2 separate regions of the Salvelinus alpinus genome follow, and region 2 is linked to region 1. A link is a contact called in public Hi-C data. All regions are on one chromosome and are shown on one strand. Each heading gives the region's core, a stretch centred on a gene start, on an enhancer-like site or on the middle of the called end of the contact. The rest is flanking DNA. Distances are from core to core; before and after follow the strand shown.

The links. Hi-C and Micro-C count contacts between places; a contact is called where the count stands out from the background.
Region 2: a Hi-C map of red muscle shows a contact between it and region 1, with 4 times the contacts expected there. The contact joins the promoter of LOC139574524 here to the promoter of LOC139574523 in region 1. A contact is called at or near these places in 2 of 3 Hi-C or Micro-C datasets (muscle and red muscle).

Annotation. Positions count from the first base shown.
Region 1 is chr4:80,862,523-80,865,222 of SLU_Salpinus.1, reverse strand. It overlaps LOC139574523 (ATP-binding cassette sub-family C member 5), which reads left to right and starts at 1,377. Exons shown (of 28, transcript XM_071399190.1): 1 at 1,377-1,634.
Region 2 is chr4:81,231,520-81,234,219 of SLU_Salpinus.1, reverse strand. LOC139574524 (ecto-NOX disulfide-thiol exchanger 2-like) reads left to right here and starts at 1,293. Exons shown (of 18, transcript XM_071399195.1): 1 at 1,293-1,478.

The DNA of each region.
Region 1 (2,700 bases), core at 128-2,627:
CACAGTTTCTCTTGTCCTCAAGTGGCTTTTACAAGCGTGTTAGTTCGGAGTGGATCACATCACTGGACAAGGTTAAGCAGCACTTACAATGCAGAAGAGTTTGAAGTGCCAACAGGGGTCACTGACTAATTCAGAGGTGAGATGATTCGTCCATTGGCCACCCTGGGGATCTCTACAAGAAGCAGCAATGTCATCAAGTATTTTTCTATTAGATAACAGTGGATTCTGAATAGAAAGGGATGTTGGCCATAATGACTTGATCAGACTAAATCTTTGTATCTGAGGTGTTAATAATAAATTAGTGCAGTATTTATGGGTATTTCAACTTTGTCAACCTCTCAAGTTGAGTCTTCAAAGCTTGATTATTTATTGTTATTCATACATCTACCGGGAAACATGATCTTTTTCATCACATCTTGCCAGGGGCCGACTGACTATTCAGTTGCAAAAAATATAACTTTGTCTCCCCCACCCACTCCCCCGTCAGCTGGGTAAACACAGCCTGGTGCAGACATCCCTACTAAGATCTACAGCCTGGCCATTACACCAACTGTAAGAATACTAATGACTACCCTCGCACCAGTTCCTATACACACAAACACAGGGTGGCTGGTAGCCTAGTGGTTAGATCCTAGTAACTGAATGGTCGCTAGTTCGAATCCCCGAGCTGACAAGGTGAAAAATCTGTCCTAATTGCTCCATGGTCACCGTTAATAATTGCAGACCCCAGCTGTGATTCCACTCTCCGAGGGTGTTTCGGGAGAGTTGGAATATGTAAAAAAGCACCATCCAATTTACACATGCAAATTAATACACACTTGTACATGTGTGAAATAGGACAAACAAAAGCACCCACCAAATTATTATTTTTCAAAGTTACTTTCAATAGTTTATTGAAATACATTGTGCAAAATAGATTGATTTTGACACCTACGTCGGACAACAAGAAATTACATAGGTCTCTCAACCCCGTGTTTTTCATAAGGAATCAGTGCATCTTATCAACAACAGAGCACAATATTCCTTATTTTATTTAGGGAGCTTGCATCCATTCATGATGCATTGCAGGCATGCTTAAAGCCACCATGTTATCTAGATGAATATTCTGTCAATGTTCTTCCTTTTGGAAATCACATGCACCCAACCCAACTAAGCGTCAAAGAGCACACAACTCAGCTCCATGGCCTTGGCTGGACTGCTGTTTACCTTCTCTCCATAGCCAAATATAGACAGAGAAACGTAAGCTGTTCGCGCGCCCTGCTGGAGATCACCACGTGGCTTTCTTGTAGTCACCATTCACGTTGCTACGGCGACGATGCAAGCAAGGCTACGGTTGGTTGAGCAGCGATGACGTCATGTGGATATCGGGAATTCCGTATGCACGGAGTGGAAGAAAAGAGGTCCGGAAAAAGTGGTAACACAACTAGCAAGAAACATTCTGTGGGAGATGGCTAATTATTTTAAAGTTGATGTTATAGAAGTGTTGCCTATGTATTTTATTAAGAGAAAAGTAGATGCAACCTTCGAAAGTGGTATAAAACCCAATGACCATACCTCAACCAATATTCATAAACATCAGATTTGAGAGCTGCACCGCTGGGGGACAACTGAGGGCAGACTGCAGACTTGCACATGTAAGTTTCTTACACAGAATAATGTAGATGTTGACAACTTTTTACAATGTTTCACTGGAGATGATGATTGTGAAGGATTTTGGTGATTGTGGTTGTTACAAATGATATACCATTTTCTAATTACATCAGTGCATAATTTTTCCCAGACAAAATTGATTTTGTACTGAATGACCTCTCATTTATTTGGACTTGACATTGCCAGCAAACAGGGCAGTTCGAATGTAGGGTTAACAAAAATGTTTTTTGCTTATGCTCCGGTCACATCCTTTTAACGTGGGTCAATTAAAAGTACAGTCTACAATGGAACTTGGGTTAATATTAACCTGCTTTGGCATCATTATATATATTTGTTTTGTTGTCCTTTTATCGTTCGCTAAGTTCATGTTTTTAGTGGACTATTGAGTATATGCACTTACCCATCCTACAGGACTTATTTGACATAAGGAAATTGTATAACGATATTAACTTGATCAACATGTTTGGGCAGTCCAGGGGCTGTTTGCTTGACGGTGCCTGTTTAGGAATTATTTAGGCATGGTCTCTGCTATAGCAGCTGGTTCTGCAAAGTTATCAGCCTTTGTGACAAACTTCACATGATGAAGGGGCCACGTGATAAAGGTTGGAAGGGGGGGGGGAATATCACTTTCAAGTGAAAGTGAAACGTCTCACTTCTCTGCAGTTCTCATGCTACAGACACTACACTGACTCTTACAGTGCTACTTTTCAGCGCATATACCGATAAGATCTGTCTGACGTACACAGAACTGTAACTGACTCTTGCAACATGCTACTTTACTGTGTGTGTGTGTCTGACCCATTGGGTGTAGTAGACCTATGGCCGCTTTTCCTTGCTAAACTTTATTGGTAGCATGTCTGTGTCAATAAATACATTCTTAAATAAACCTTTCGTCTTAGTCCACATTGCTGTCCTTTCCCTGGCCAAGGTCGATCTGCAACATAGTACTCTGAGTGACCTTATCGTGGAGCTTTGCCATAGAAGGATCACTGACGCTGTGCGAACACACAAGCGGCTCAAATATCCTCCCTCCTCTCAATGTTTCCCAAG
Region 2 (2,700 bases), core at 44-2,543, 370 kb before region 1:
CATTCTACTGCCAATGTTTGTCAATGGAGATTGCATGGCTGTGTGCTCGACTTTATACAACTGTCAGCAACGGGTGTGGCTGAAATAGCCAAATCCACTAATTTGAAGGGGTGTCCACATATTTTTGTATATATAGTGTCGCTGTAACATTGCGCTACCTTAAATAGTTCCAGTAAACCCAGAGACACCTCTTCACTGTTGACGTTGAGACTGGTGTTTTGCGGGTACTATTTAATAAACCTGCCTGCTGAGGACTTGTGAGGCGTCTGTTTCTTACACTAGACTCACTAATGTACTTGTCCTCTTGCTCAGTTGTGCACCGGGGCCTCCCACTCCTCTTTCTATTCTGGTTAGAGCCAGTTTGCGCTGTTCTGTGAAGGGAGTAGTACACAGTGTTGTACGAGATCTTCAGTTTCTTGGCAATTTCTCACATGGAATAGCCTTCATTTCTCAGAACAAGAATAGACTGACGAGTTTCAGAAGAAAGTGCTTTGTTTCTGGCCATTTTGAGCCCGTAATTGAACCCACAAGTGCTGATGCTCCAGATACTCAACTAGTCTAAAGAAGGCCAGTTTTATTGCTTCTTTAATTAGGACAACAGTTTTCAGCTGTGCTACAAAAAGATGCCATTACTATTTCTCTCTATAGTGACTTTGTCCCACCTCTTCCAGATAGGCTACCTTGCAAGTGAGGCAAAGCCTTTATATAAGGATTAGGCTAGTTTAATGTTTATTTTCCAAGTCTGTTGTATCTAGAGATAACTGAGTGGCCAAATTCAATATCTTTGAATTAATTAATTATATTTTATATCGAGGACATTACCTCTTAGATTGAATGGTCATGACAGATGTAGTCTAATAATTTGTCAAATAGGAAAATAAACCATAGAGACAATATTTATGATCAATGCCTCCTTTCAGCATGAAGGGGTGGCAGGTAGCCTAGTGGTTAGAGCATTGGGTCAGTAATTAAAAGGTTGCTGGATCGAATTCTCGAGCTGACAAGGTAAAAATCTGTTGTTCTGCCCCTGAATAAGGTAGATAACCCACTATTCCCTGGTAGGCTGTCATTGTAAATAAGAATTTATTCTTAATTGACTTACCAGGTAATGTAAAGTTTATATAAAAAATGAAGAGCATAGATTTTCTCTCCAAGTGGTTCTCCGACAGAGGACGCTATTACGCCTTCGACACGTGTTGTTGTCCTCCGGGTTCCCATAAATCAATTTTGTAGTTTATTTTGGCACCGACTTTAACCCAGCAGTAAAATCTCGCGTAATTTGGTCAGCTGACACACTGCCACTGGACAGGGCCGTTGCCGGTGAGTCGCTTGCATCAAAGATTGTGAACTCTGTGCGGCTTGCATCGTGCTATACCTCTGTGGCTTGCAAAGCTATTAGCTAGTAACAGAGGACATACAAAAAGATCCGGGAAAGGGGTGTCGTCTGAAAGCTGGAAACTGTGAAAGAAACAACTGAAGTAAGGAACTTTTAGGGAACAGATATATCGTTATCACTATTCCGCTCTTATAGCATTAGCTAGTTAACTTCCGCGTGTGTAGCTAGCTAACGTTAGCTGGCTAGCTAACGTAGCTAAGTCACAAACCCAGCCAACTAACGTTAGTTAGTTAACTAAGTTAATAACTCTAGGAACGTGTATTTGTTTGGTAGTTAACTAGAAGGCACAGCCCATGCAATATTTCTTGCAGTTCGTATCAATTGGGTTTTCCGGTTAGCTAGTTATCTAACGTTACCTCACAGATAGCAATAAGGCCGGTTATTTATACAAATCCTTGGTTACCTAGCTACGTAGCTAGCTAACGTTAGCACAAAGACCGTAGCAAACAGTTGCAAACGTTTGCAAACGGAAACCGTCTACTCCAAACGTAAAACGTTTTGCAACGAAAACTAGATTTTCTATTGGACAAATTCAGGTAGGCCCCTCCCCGTTTAATTCTGTTTGCTTCCGTCTGGTTCTGTTTGGTTCCTAGTGAATACCTAGATCGAAAATATAAAAGACAACGTCGTCACAAATCTGGGACCAGCGCCCATAGCGATCCTATTCCTAATTCTATACCAGCGTCCTTGCTAACGATGAGTGCCGTAACTAACTAGCATAGTTGGTCCCTCTGGCATAGAAATATAACGTTAAATCCATCCTGCTGGTCCCAGAGCCATGCATTTAGAGAATTGGGCAATGCTATTTATGCAATATGATGCATTTACATGACAGTTCGACATTATAAGGCAGCCATGTTAGCTCCCCATTAACATTTCATGGGGAATACATAAACAATGCGATGTAACAATGTCTAGATTTATAACAATATTAAACATTCTGAAAGTTGGCCTAGCTCTCTGTGTCGCTGGCTGATCCCGTTGTTGAAAATAGTTCTGTGATATTAGAATCCCGTTGTCTTAACCTTTGTCATCTTCAACCTAGGTGTATATACTAGTCTCTACCTGGTTGGTTACTGCTGGCTAGCAAAGAACCCATATGACAGAAAAGTGCTGACGGTGAGGCTTGGTACTGGCTAGTAACGTTACTGCGTACCATAATATTGGTTTATGGCTTAGGCTAATGTTACCTCCTGCTGGGATAGCATTTGGTTCTTGAGCTAGCTTTGACTGTTTAAATATTTACCAGCTAGCTACCTAAAGCAAAACAACGTGGCTAGCTAAGTTGGCTAGTTACGACCTTT